Regions from separate parts of the Zea mays genome. Here all the other regions are linked to region 2. The links are chromatin contacts, called in public Hi-C maps. All regions are on one chromosome and are shown on one strand. Each heading gives the region's core, a stretch centred on a gene start, on an enhancer-like site or on the middle of the called end of the contact. The rest is flanking DNA. Distances are from core to core; before and after follow the strand shown.

Region 1 (4,344 bases), core at 288-2,787, 450 kb after region 2:
ACGGCGGCGCGAGTTATGGGGAGGAGGAGGCAGCAGGGACGCAGGGGAGTGGGAAGAAGAATCTAGAGGTGGTGGAGTCGTAGATGAGGAAGATGAGAGAGATGTGATATGATTTAAATAATATTGTTTATTGATTTTGAGTGAGTAAGAGAGATAATATTATCCAATAATTTGAATTGTTGGTTTTGGTGGTGTGTTAAATCTAAATGTAATTTATTTGGAAGATTTAGTGGAGGTTATAGATGAGGCTCGTTTGGTTTGGATGACCAAACTAGTGGATTAATAGTGATATAGAAATAGATATAGATAAATCTATATGCTCATTCATTCTTTAATAAAAAGTATGCATGCCATCCTTTTATTGATTACAAAAAACTCCGTGTCATCTTACTATGGCCCTGTTTGGCACAACTGCTGTTTGTTGAAAAAGCAGTTTATCTGATAAGTTAGTAAAAAGCAGCTTATGCTTATTGGCTGCTTTTAGTTTATTTTGAGAAATATGTTAACTGATAAGCTGCTGCAGAAGCTGTCTGTTTGACAGAACTTCGGCTTAAATTTGTGAAGAAGCTAAAAATAAGCTGTACCAAACAGAACCTATATGCAATACATATAAGTTATCTGCATGTTTTATTTGTTTTATCATCCTATCCTTCCAAAATATAACCTAATATTTTATTAGCTTACCGATTTTTACAAGATATGTGCAACGAAATAACATGCAACCAAGCTAATATATGTACATAGTAGCTAGGATACTATATAGTAATGCCATATCTATAACAAATATAACTTTTTTAAAAAAAAAACTGCGCAGCAATGCACATGAAACAGTATAGATAGAATGATGTGTCAGTTATTATCAAAATATAACTTTAGGATTTAACTAAACCATACAATTGATTCTCTGATTTCTTCCTCTGGGGTTTATATTGTGCAAACCTAGCTTGCTATCTTATTTTCATGCTTTTATTCAAATAGGGGCGAAGGTGTGTGCGTGCACCCACGACGACAAGGCTGGTTCCGGTACCGATTATGTTAGTACCGTGATATCGATCGTCATTAGCCCTTATATATGGCAACGTTCTACTTTACCTTCACCTCATGTTCATCCCGACACCATATCAGTTCTTTTAAGAATTTTTATTTAAAATAAAATATGATATTTTACTGGAAAAATCATCTGGTCATATAATCAAGAAAAAATATAGTTCAAACAAAATAAATAAATGCAAAAAATAAAACTATATAGTATGTAAAAAAATGATACTTTTATTGCTTGTCATTGTCATCCTCTTCTACCCCTCTGCATTTTCTTCCTTATCAAATTTTAATTGTCTGGCCAATTTTGTTATGGCCAATCTATGGATCTTTTTCATATCATCGTCTATGACTGATCTAGTAATTTGGTGTAAATTAGTGAATTGATCAAACAAATTTTAGTTGAGTTATCCCCTCTAGCTAGCTTTGTTTAGATACTGGATACACATGCATAAAAAAAATTATCCATAAATACTTTATTATATCTATAGCCATACTCATGGATAACAAATCTAACTATAACTATATTCAATAGATAAATAACTATATCTACGATTATTTGTATATATCCATACCTGCCATCCGTAAATCGGAGTCCGAGACGGGCCGGACCAACCGTCCGATCTCCTTTTTCCTCCCCTCGACCCCTCGTATATCCAAAATCCTCCGGTCCACAAAAATCCCCGATCTACTTTACTCCCCTGGCCCTAAGCCAAACCCAAATTCCCCCATCCCACGACGCCGCCGCTGCCACCACCACCACCATGGGAAGAAAGGACACCTCGTCCTCCTCCGCGGCCGCCGGCGGCGGGAAAAAGGAGAAACCTATGTCGGTGTCAGCCATGCTCGCCTCCATGGACGCCCCCGCGGCGAAGCCCAAGTCCTCCAAGTCGGCGGCGCCGTCCAAGGCCAAGGCGAAGCCCTCCAAGGCGCCGGCGTCCTCGTACATGGGCGACATCGACCTGCCCCCCTCCGACGACGAGGACCAAGAGGAGGCCCAGCTCGCCGCCGCCAAGCCCAAGCCGGCCCGCGCCGCCGTCGACCTCAGCGCCGGCGCTGCGCCGTCGCACAAGGACGCCAAGAAGAAGGACAAGCGCGAGGCCGTGGCGGCCGCAGCCGCCGAGGCCGCCAGGCAGGAGGCGCTGCGCGACGACCGCGACGCCTTCTCCGTCGTCATCGGCGCGCGCGTCCCGGGCTCCTCCGCCGCCGACGGCACCGTCGACGACAACGTCAGGGACGTCGTGCTCGAGAACTTCTCCGTCTCCGCGCGCGGGAAGGAGCTGCTCAAGAGCGCCTCCCTCCGGATCTCGCACGGCCGCAGGTACGGCCTCGTCGGCCCCAACGGCATGGGCAAGTCCACCCTGCTCAAGCTCCTGGCCTGGCGCCAGGTCCCCGTGCCGCGGAACATCGATGTCCTGCTCGTCGAGCAGGAGATCATCGGCGATGACCGCTCGGCCCTCGAGGCCGTGGTCGCCGCCGACGAGGAGCTCACCGCCCTCCAGGCCGAGCAGGCGAGGCTTGAGGCCTCTAATGATGCTGATGACAACGAGCGGCTTGTGGAGGTGTATGAGAAGCTGAATCTCGTGGGCTCTGACGTCGCCCGTGCCCGAGCGTCCAAGATTCTTGCGGGGCTGGGGTTTGATCAGGCGATGCAGGCCAGATCCACAAAGTCCTTCAGTGGTGGCTGGAGGATGCGTATTTCGCTTGCCCGTGCGCTCTTCATGCAGCCAACTCTGCTGCTGCTCGATGAGCCGACTAATCACCTGGATCTGCGCGCTGTGCTATGGCTGGAGGAATACTTGTGCTCCCAGTGGAAGAAGACATTGATTGTTGTTTCCCATGACCGTGACTTCCTGAATACAGTGTGCAATGAGATCATACACTTGCATGATAAAAGTCTTCATGTGTACCGTGGAAATTTTAATGATTTTGAGAGTGGGTATGAGCAGAAAAGGAAGGAGATGAACCGAAAGTTCGAGGTGTATGAGAAGCAGATGAAAGCGGCCAGGAAGTCTGGGAGCAAGGCCGCACAGGATAAGGTTAAGGGCCAGGCGCTATCAAAGGCTGCTAAAGAGGCCGCCAAGAACAAGGGGAAAGGGAAGAGTGCTGCAGATGACGATGATGACCAGAAACAGGTAGCTGTGCCGCGGAAGTGGCGTGACTACAGTGTTGAGTTCCATTTCCCAGAGCCTACAGAGCTCACACCACCTCTCCTTCAGCTCATTGAGGTAGGGTTTAGCTACCCTGGTAGGCCAGACTTCAAACTCTCAGGTGTTGATGTTGGCATTGATATGGGAACACGTGTAGCTATTGTTGGGCCCAATGGAGCTGGGAAGTCTACGCTGCTTAATTTACTTGCGGGTGATCTTATCCCAACAGAAGGGGAGGCAAGGAGGAGCCAGAAGCTGAGGATTGGACGATACTCGCAGCATTTTGTTGACTTGCTGACAATGGAGGAAAATGCAGTTCAATATTTGTTGAGGCTCCACCCAGATCAGGAGGGAATGAGCAAAGCAGAGGCTGTCCGTGCTAAGCTCGGGAAGTTTGGGTTACCTGGACACAACCATCTCACTCCAATTGTCAAATTATCTGGCGGGCAGAAGGCCCGAGTTGTGTTCACTTCTATATCAATGTCTCAACCTCACATACTCCTGCTTGACGAGCCAACGAATCACTTGGACATGCAAAGTATCGATGCATTGGCAGACGCGCTGGATGAATTCACTGGAGGTGTCGTCTTGGTTAGCCATGACTCACGATTGATATCTCGTGTTTGTGAGGATGAGCAAAGGAGCGAGATATGGGTTGTGGAGGATGGGACTGTGAACAGATATGATGGCACATTTGAGGATTACAAGGATGAACTCATGGAAGAAATAAAGAAGGAAGTTGAAGAATAATGCTGCTCCAAGTTAGTTGTGCTTTGCTGTTTATTTATATAATAGGCTGTTTTCTTGAACTGAAATTGCATGTACTATTACTGAGTTCTCTTTACTCTGGTTTGCAGAGTATTCATATATGGTTCCAACTTTGTAAAAATGGGGCATGCTTGTTTTATGTTATACAAGAGAAACCTGAGAATATGGTATTATTTGTTTGTATATTTTGTTGTGACATATATGTGACTGGACGACCGGTGCAGCACTTCTCAATCTTCTCTCAAGATTATAGAAGCCGAACAACGATAATATAACAATTGTATGCCCTTTTCTTAACCTTTAGCATGACTGCATAACTACTCTAGCAGTTAAAGCTTCTTAGACTGTCTCCAGTAGAGCTTGTAAATTAGGGGACACGGTATTATAG
Region 2 (4,376 bases), core at 454-2,953:
CACCCCCGTATTTGTGCATTCAGCTAACCAGATCAAAGTATTCAATTTCCTCCCTAAGAAGCTTCAAGGCTACCAGATTTTGTTTCACTTTGTTGAGCTTGTTCTGCCTCAAGTTTCCTTAAAGCAGAAGAACTCAATTTTTCCCCCTCCACACCGCCGGAAAGGAGATCAACAACCTCAACCTGAAATTTAAATCATTCACATTTGAGCCAGCTACATAGTGCATCGAGTAGTAGAATAAAATCAATTAAAGAAAATATAGAAGCAAGCACAAATGAACCTTCAACAGTGGGAACCCTTTCTCTTCTCTTTTCCTATTTACAGCCAGTCCACCATTTAATGTCTCCTTACTGAATATAAACAGCATTGCTATGTCAAATGATGTCCAGTAGAAAGAGAAGCTTAAAAATGAATATGAACTGTTTACATATTAGGAGATCACGTATTCCAAGGTCCAATATGGTAAGGTCATATACTCATATGCACATGAAGAACAAATGTAGTAGTTATGGATGGACAGCTAAATGCTTGAAAAAGGGGGATGTCGCTATTGTTGATACCTGACAATAATGGCATCCAACTTCTCATCAGTTATGGATGGGCCATAAGGGTCCTCAATAGGCTCCACTTGTACTATCAGTTCTGGCTTTATAGACTGCATATGACAACAGACCAATCATGGATTATTGTCAACACATCAAATGGTAGACAAAACACAGATACACAAACACATAGGCATATTCTTCTTTGTAGTTCCTTCCCCAAATTACCCAATGCAAGGATATACACAATGGAGATATGGAACTGATAACTCCTACACATTCAAAGCCATGTATCTCCAAAATTGAGAACATATGGCTGATTTCCATTTCAGAAACTCCATCCAAAGTAAACCATGCTTAACAACTTCTCTTAGATAAAAAACAAATCTCTAGGCACATAACAGTAACAATATACTTCTATTTCATCTGCAAAACTGACAAATTTCCGTATGAAAAGAACTACTGATGCTTATGCACCTTCTCCCCTGCATATATAAAACAGCTTGGCATCCATCCCCAAATACTTCTAATTGCATAGGAGCAGAAACCGCACAGAAACAAGAAACAGGGTAGCCATAACCACGCCACAACCTTGATGTAATCCTCCACACCCTTGATGCGCTTGTCAACGGGCTCAATAAGCTCCGCATACTGCCCAACAGAATCAATAAACCGACTGTGAATCACCACAGGGTCCAATAACTGGTGACATAATGTTCATAGTAAAATAAAAAGGCTCAATCTTTGGGCAAAGGCGAGCGAGAATATGCCTCCTTCTTGGCGAGCATAGGTCCCGTGCAGACGCCCACCACGATCCGGTCTCTCCCCAAATCCGCGGAGGCCTGCCGCCCACCAATTCCCCGGTACCCCGAAGAAAGCAAGATTCAATCGCAATTGACAGGAGGAACAAAAATCTACGTGCCTATTTCCCCCCCTAAGAAAGCACCTTGAGAAGGCGGCGGTGGCCGTCGTGGAGGCGGTCAAAAGTGCCGCCGAGGACCACCGAACCGTATGCCGGAGTTCCCGCTTGCTCCTCCTCGTGAGCGCGCGGCGGCCCTCCGGCCGTTATGTCGCCGGCATCGACCATTTTTCGCTGTTCTTTCTCTCTCTCTCCAATTGCTCCCTCTATAGAGAAGACCGTACAGGTACGGCTTCTTGTTTTACTCGTCGTAGCTGTAGATCAGTACAATGACTCGATGCACACAGATTTTTTTTTGTTGTACATGGTTCCCGAGGTTCGAAGATACTAATCCGATTTTATCCTGTTTTTTTAAACTTTACATGTATACTTCTATTTTTTTTAAACGAACAACCAGTTTGCTTCTATTCTGTTATCAACATCATTTAACGGTGTTAAATCACTATACCACAACACCAAATTAGTGTCTGACGACCGTCGCTATAAATAGAGAATTAACATCAAATTGTTAGTCGGTATACATAGCCACAGATGGTGAGTCGGTATATGTCTAAATTCCAACTGAGTGTTAGTCGTTATATTTATATGTGAATAGTGTCGCGTTGTCAGTCGGCATTTCATACCTATAGCATCGCGCTGTCAGTCGCCATAAAAAACATGTGCAATTTATCGAGCCTGTTGGCGCACAAAGCCCAAAACCCTATTACTTCCCGAGCAGCCGCCGCGAAAACAACCAGCCGCCGCGTGTCGCCAACCGCCGTCACCTCCCCAGCAGGCCGACCGTCACCTCCCCAGCCAACCGCCGTCACCTCCCCAGCCGGCCGGCCGCGCACACTCTCCTCCCCAACGCATCCGCACGCCGTCGGCTCCTCCCCAGCCGGCCGGCCGCGCGTAGGGGTGGATATCGAGCCAGCTCGGCTCGGCTCGACCGAGCTCGAGCTGGCTCGTTAAGGAAACGAGCTGGCTCGACTCGGCTCGTTAAGCAACCGAGCCAGAGAACCAGCTCGGCTCGGCTCGTTTGCGAGCTCGAGCTGGCTCGTTTAGCTCGCGAGCCAGAATAAAAAATATTATACATGTATATATACAACAATATAATCAATTGCTAGTTAATTTCATACTAATTTAACACTAGAAAAGACTAACAATACTCATAATTTTATATATCACAACATTTAAACCCTAAACTAACATAGTTCATCACTTATTAATTCATCCAATACAAGTATAGGCTTTGTTTTACAGATAAATTCTAGCTCATTCGAGCTAACGAGCTGGCTCGAGCTCGTGTCGAGCTGGCTCGTTAACGAACCGAGCTGAGATGTTAGCTCAGCTCGTGATAAAATTGAAACGAGCCGAGTCGAGTCGAGCCGAGCTGGCCACGAGTCGAGCGAGCTCACGAGCCACGAGTATTTTGCCCAGCCCTAGCCGCGCGCCGTCCCGTCCCCAGCCAGCCGCGCGCGCGGTCCGCCGTCCCCAGCCAGCCACGCGTGCGGTCCGCCGTCAGCCAGCCGCGCGCGCAGTCCACCGTCAGCCAGCCGCGCGCGCAGTCCGCCATCCCCAGCCACGCGCGCGCGCAGTCTCCTCTGCAGCCACGCGCGCAGTCCGCCGTCCCGTCCCCGGCCCAGCCGCGTGCCCTGCTACGCCAACCTTCGTCCCCAGCCGGCGCCCCACTTCTACTGGAGCGAGGCCGACCGCACTGGAACGAGTCAAGCGGAGAAGCGTCGGCGCGGCTACGGTACTGCCGTCCGATCCCAGGAAAGTTTTATGTCTACAATGTTTAAAACTTCAAATTATGATTGCAGTCACTGATTATGCTACAATGTTTAAATGTAAATTAGTGGGGAAGGAGGGAGTTGTGAGTTGATAACCTGAAATATATTTTTCTATAACTTTGATTGCAGTCACTGATTTCTAAGAAGTAGTCCTAAACCATGGTGGATAAGACATGGATCAATGATGATGCTAGGTACAAATCCATTATAACACAAATATAAATGTGATATCTATAGCTTAAATGGAATTTAACCTAAGAATGAAAATGATGATGCATGTAGGCACGACAAGACATATTTACAAGGTGTAAACAACTTCTTGGCTTTTGCATTTAGAAATTCGGCTGTAGGGAACAAGATTTTATGCCCTTGTAGAAAGTGTGTTAACTCGTTTTGGAAAGAGGCAAGTGAAATACGTGAGCACTTAATATGCGATGGGTTTCTAAAAGGGTACACGATATGGAACTTGCATGGGGAGACTAGCTCTGTTGTGAATCATGGAAACTATGATTACAATGAGGTTATGGAGGAACCTAATGAAGATGATGACATTTCTGATTTGCTTAGAGACTTAGCTACTGGTTTAGATGATAGAGGAGATTTTGAGGATACAAGCTCTTTTGTTGACCCCTGTGAGGAGCTAGTTGCTATTCAAAAGTTGGTTGCAGAAAATAGCAAAGAGTTATATCCAAACTGCAAGAAATATACGCAGCTACGTTTTCTGATTAGATTACTCCACATCAAACTCCTCGGAGGATGGACTGATAGATCTTTTAACTTACTACTTGATTTACTTAATGATACACTCCCTGAGGGTTCAGCACTCCCAAAAATTTTTTATGAAGCAAAGAAATTGGTGAAAACCATAGGAATTGGGTATATAAGTATTCATTCATGCGAAAATGATTGCATTCTCTATTGGAAGGAGAATTTAGATCTGAATTCATGTCCAAAATGTAAGGTTTCACGATGGAAATCAATAAAGAAGAGTCTAGATGGGAAACATGTGTATAAGGTTCCAAAGAAGGTTCTTCGATACTTCCCAATAAAGAAAATGCTCCAAAGGTTATTTTTGACCTCCAAAATAGCAAATCTAACACGATGGCATGCTGAAGGTCGAAAAAAGATGGTTTACTTAGACAT
Region 3 (4,443 bases), core at 1,595-4,094, 260 kb after region 2:
ATGGATCTTTCCCAGCGATTTCAAATATTAATGGCAATGCAGTCTGACTAACTTGGTCATAAAATTCAATCATGTAGTTATATCAAGTCAAATGAGAAGAAAATGAATATGAAAGGGTATGTTCATACATATGTAATTTTTTATAGACAAAATGATTGTTTTTTCATAGAACAGGTAGATGATTGATAATTACTCATCTTGATAGATAGTTGAATACAGAAACATGACATATCATAAGAAGAAAGGAATTAAAATCATTAACTGGTTCAAAAGTCACGACAATATTGTTTTTCACATTTATAAAGAAAACCAAAGACAAGAAATCATAAATAATGCTTCAATCCCTTTATAGAATAGTTGAGAACTTGAAAAATAAACAAGGTCCAGAATACAGGGTAGTAAAAGTATTTTACAAACACATTAAGTCTAGACTCACCCTTGGTCATAAAATGCTTGATCACCCTTGCAAATTACCATGTTGTATGATAGACCGCGAAAATAAAATAAAAGTGTCACCAGGTTGAGTTCAAAACATAAGACTCGTAATTTTTAGGCCAAATAAATTAAGTTGTCCCATCATCTTAGCCGGATAATATTGACCTGCAAGTTTAAGTGCACTGTAGCAATTGGTGTGCTTCTTCGTGCTTATAATTAGCAAGGTCGACAATGGTAATATCCAGAAACCGTAAGATAATTCATATTATATACAAATAGGAGTCCTTAGCAGCACAAAAAATAAATGCACATTCTTGAAAGGAAATAGCATCTCCTTATCACGACCTTGCTTAGTAAAAATACCATTGTTCCATTTTTGTTTAGTATCAGCTACGTCTGAAAATATCCAGATATAAATATCATGCATAGAAGGGGTGGAGTGGAAGCATTGCATGCAGTGAGCCAGCAACTTGCCTTTATTAAAAGAGATAAGATGACATGTCTGGGTGGGGTTTGCCCCATGTTACTCTTGGTCCTGGTCCTCGATATGGATGTCCAAATGGACCGCCTAACACGGGCCGGCCCAGTAGAGCACGACACGGATTAGACCATTGACACGAATTAGATAACGGACTGTACCATGCCGGCCCATAAACTAGGAGCGAGGCTAGACAACGGACTATATCATGCCAGCCCATAAGCTACGAACGAGGTCTAGACATGACACACCAGACACTTGTGCCGGGGCACCCCATGAACATTCATTAGAGTTTTTTTATTTCAGTTTCTTAAAACTGTTTTCTAAAAAACTTTGGAGCGGCTGTTTAGAAGCTAGTTTCTAAAAGCTGGTTCGTGGCTTTTTTAAAAAAAATTGAAAATGACATGCCTGCTCATTCATTTTTTTCACCCATGCACTTGCAACGCCTGCACTGGTTGCCCACAGAAAGTCAGCTACAATTTCCTCTAGCTCTTGCAACGCTTGCACTTGTTAAACTTCAATTCTTGTCGTAGCTACAGCACACTTTGCCACACAGGCTCAACAAACTCTTCCTGATTCCATCCAGACCCCTCACCATCGATCCCTTTGAGCACCTGTTCATCACAGAGGTAAATTATATCCCCAATAACAACGTTTGTGATATCAAGCAAAAGGTTGCTCTCATGTACAGGCCATAAAATTATCTGGAATGTTTATTTGCCACACAAGCTCGACAAATCTCTGCAATGTTTACAAAATCAAACTTAAGAAGTAACAATGAGAAGGAAGACAGGTTAGTAGAAAAAGTATTCGAACAGACATTGGACTTTGCTGGCCACCTTTATTGGAGTTTGATGGTGATTTTAATACATTAGGTAGAATACAAAGGGTTTGACTGACATCACCTAGGTGATGATTATTCTCCTCGGGAGAATCTGATCCTATATGGAGATCATAAGTTGTTGGGTAATCATCAGCTTCATGATATTGAATTTGCACACGCTAGATTGAAAATAGTTGCTAGTTATTAAGCATGCCATGGAAAGATCAGGCAAACCCCCCAAATGACAGCAAAGGAAATATGGTAAGTGTGCACATGTTTAAACCGAGAAATAAGTGTTTGTGAAAAAAAATGGAAGTGTCCAGCAGAACACACAGTGAGTGCAAACTAAAATGGTAGATAAAAACAATGAAAGTACTTTAATTGGAACCTTAATACACAAACAAACCAGAGGAAATTCAAACTGTTTGCTCAAAAGGAAATGCCCACATAATTAATTGAATACTTGCTAAAGGGAACAATATGAAAGAATAATATGATAAGCATGTTAGTACCTTAGCCATCAGATCATCGAGATCAGGCACAAGAAGGCAGTTATCTAGTGATGTTGTGGTCATCTTAATTCTTAAACACTTGGTTCTGTCCGACAGGAGAAAGAGATTTTTTTTATTACTGAAAGGGGCTGCAGAACTGGTACCTAGTATACCTACTGCATCTAGTTTATGGTCGAGATTTGTAGGATGTTGTGACTGCCTAGATGTGTATCTATGTCGCAGCTGATTAGAGAGAGCTAGAGTCTACTTACAGATAGCTGGAACTGTGATCTTTCATTTGAAGCAAGAGTTCTAGTCTCCGGTTTAACACGACCAAGCAAATCTGCTGGCCGTTCGTATTCACCGCTCACCAGACCGTGGACTAAATAAATTAAATAAGCAGCCTATATATCACGTTGTTCCTTGTGTACTCCTGCAGCAATCTCCTGCTACGCCACCACGCGCACACGGCGGCCAGGCCAGCACACATTCCTTGGGGTGAAAGGACAATCTTGCCACATTCCTTCATTCCCAGAGTGCCTTAACACTGCAGGACCACAGCACAGCACAGGCCACCGGTTATAAAACCTTTACCCCATCCAGCATCCAGCAAGGCCATTGGAAGCCACCAGCAAGAGACCAACAGCAAGGGTGCGAAGAAAGGGTGGCCCCCTAGCTAGCCTAGCTAGAGAGAGAGAGAGAGAGAGAGTCATCATAATACTCAGAGAGAAGCACGAGCACAGCTGCACTAGCTAGCTAGCTACTGCAAAGAAGCAAGCTCTCGATCACAATGGCCGCCATTCCTTCTCTGCTGCGTCGACTCGCCATTGTCGTCGCCACCACCGCCATGGTTATCCTCCTTCCCTCCCCGTCCGTCGCCGGCGACCCCGACCTGCTCCAGGACATCTGCGTCGCGGACCTCACGTCCAGTGAGTAGCAGCATGTAGCGGCAAGCTATAGCCTATAGCTAGCTAGCTACCTACCATAATTCCTCGGTTTTCTAGCTACTAGTTACTTCTTGGTACTTATTATTACGTACATACGTGTCCAAATAATCTACATGTGCGCAGCCGTGAAGGTGAACGGGTACGCCTGCAAGGCGGCGGCGGCGGTGACGGCGGACGACTTCTACTTCAGCGGCCTAGGCGGCGCGGGCAACACGAGCGCCAGCGCCTACGGCTCCGCGGTGACGGGCGCGAACGTGGAGAAGGTGCCGGGGCTGAACACGCTGGGCGTGTCCATGTCGCGCATCGACTACGCGCCGGGCGGGGGCCTGAACCCGCCGCACACGCACCCGCGCGCCACCGAGATGGTGTTCGTGCTGCAGGGCACCCTGGACGTGGGCTTCGTCACCGCCGCCAACAACCGCCTGGTGGCCCGCACCCTGGCGCCCGGCGACGTGTTCGTCTTCCCCCGCGGCCTCGTCCACTTCCAGCGCAACGCCGGCGACGGCCCCGCCGCCGTCTTGTCCGCGTTCAACAGCCAGCTTCCCGGCACGCAGTCCCTCGCCGCCGCGCTGTTCGCGGCGTCGCCCGAGCTGCCCGACGCCGTGCTCGCCAAGGCGTTCCAGGTCGGCACCAAGGAGGTGGACAAGATCAAGGCTAGGCTCGCGCCCAAAAAGGCCTGAAGATCGTACTGTTGACGCGGTCATCCTTGAATTTTTTTTCTACCCTATTATGATTTATGACTTGGTTGCTTCCCTGCTGTACCTCCACTAATAAGCAACTGTATCAGCTAGTCTGCTGCATGCCTTTTATCTGTTATGTATGATCCTTCAGCTCCTGCCTACCTTTAATCGATTATATTCCGCGCTTTTGTGTCGTCCTGCTCTGCACAGAGGTGGATCCACACCCCCTAGGTCCTGTTTGGATCCTAGAAGCTATGACTAAAGTTTAATCACTTAGAAGCTAAAGATCTATACAGTAAGAGCTATAAGTGACTATAATTAGACCATATTTAATGCTCATAATAATAGTTATTCAAATATCTGATGTGATACAAAGTAAATTTTAGTCACTTTTGATTTAGCTCCTGGGTTCAGACCACGAGAAGAAAAGTAAGACAAAGTACGACAAGTTAGATAGTGAACCAAACAGGCTTTAGATCTGTTCCAGCTATATATTGCATGTCATGGGTCTAAAGAAAAGGAAGAGAGTTTGGTCCTTTTTGATCCATACAATGTGCAAAAGTGACAAAAAGAAAACTGAAGGAATGAT

The links. Hi-C and Micro-C count contacts between places; a contact is called where the count stands out from the background.
Region 1: a Hi-C map of ear shows a contact between it and region 2, with 4 times the contacts expected there. The contact joins the promoter of LOC103632020 here to the promoter of LOC100282565 in region 2. A contact is called at or near these places in 3 of 25 Hi-C or Micro-C datasets (bundle sheath, ear and tassel).
Region 3: a contact with region 2 is called in a Hi-C map of tassel, with 2.9 times the contacts expected there. The contact joins the promoter of LOC100284680 here to the promoter of LOC100282565 in region 2. A contact is called at or near these places in 5 of 25 Hi-C or Micro-C datasets (ear, endosperm, leaf and 2 more).

Annotation. Positions count from the first base shown.
Region 1 is chr7:10,522,721-10,527,064 of Zm-B73-REFERENCE-NAM-5.0, forward strand. It overlaps LOC103632020 (ABC transporter F family member 4), which reads left to right and starts at 1,538. Exons shown (of 2, transcript XM_023300575.2): 1 at 1,538-3,949. The coding sequence starts at 1,803. The coding sequence ends at 3,938.
Region 2 is chr7:10,070,877-10,075,252 of Zm-B73-REFERENCE-NAM-5.0, forward strand. It overlaps LOC100282565 (Bifunctional coenzyme A synthase), which reads right to left and starts at 1,704. Exons shown (of 6, transcript NM_001155473.2): 1 at 1,489-1,704; 2 at 1,313-1,384; 3 at 1,134-1,193; 4 at 561-655; 5 at 281-350; 6 at 1-182. The coding sequence starts at 1,629. The coding sequence ends at 54.
Region 3 is chr7:10,331,214-10,335,656 of Zm-B73-REFERENCE-NAM-5.0, forward strand. It overlaps LOC100284680 (rhicadhesin receptor), which reads left to right and starts at 2,845. Exons shown (of 2, transcript NM_001372418.1): 1 at 2,845-3,156; 2 at 3,298-3,987. The coding sequence starts at 3,018. The coding sequence ends at 3,854.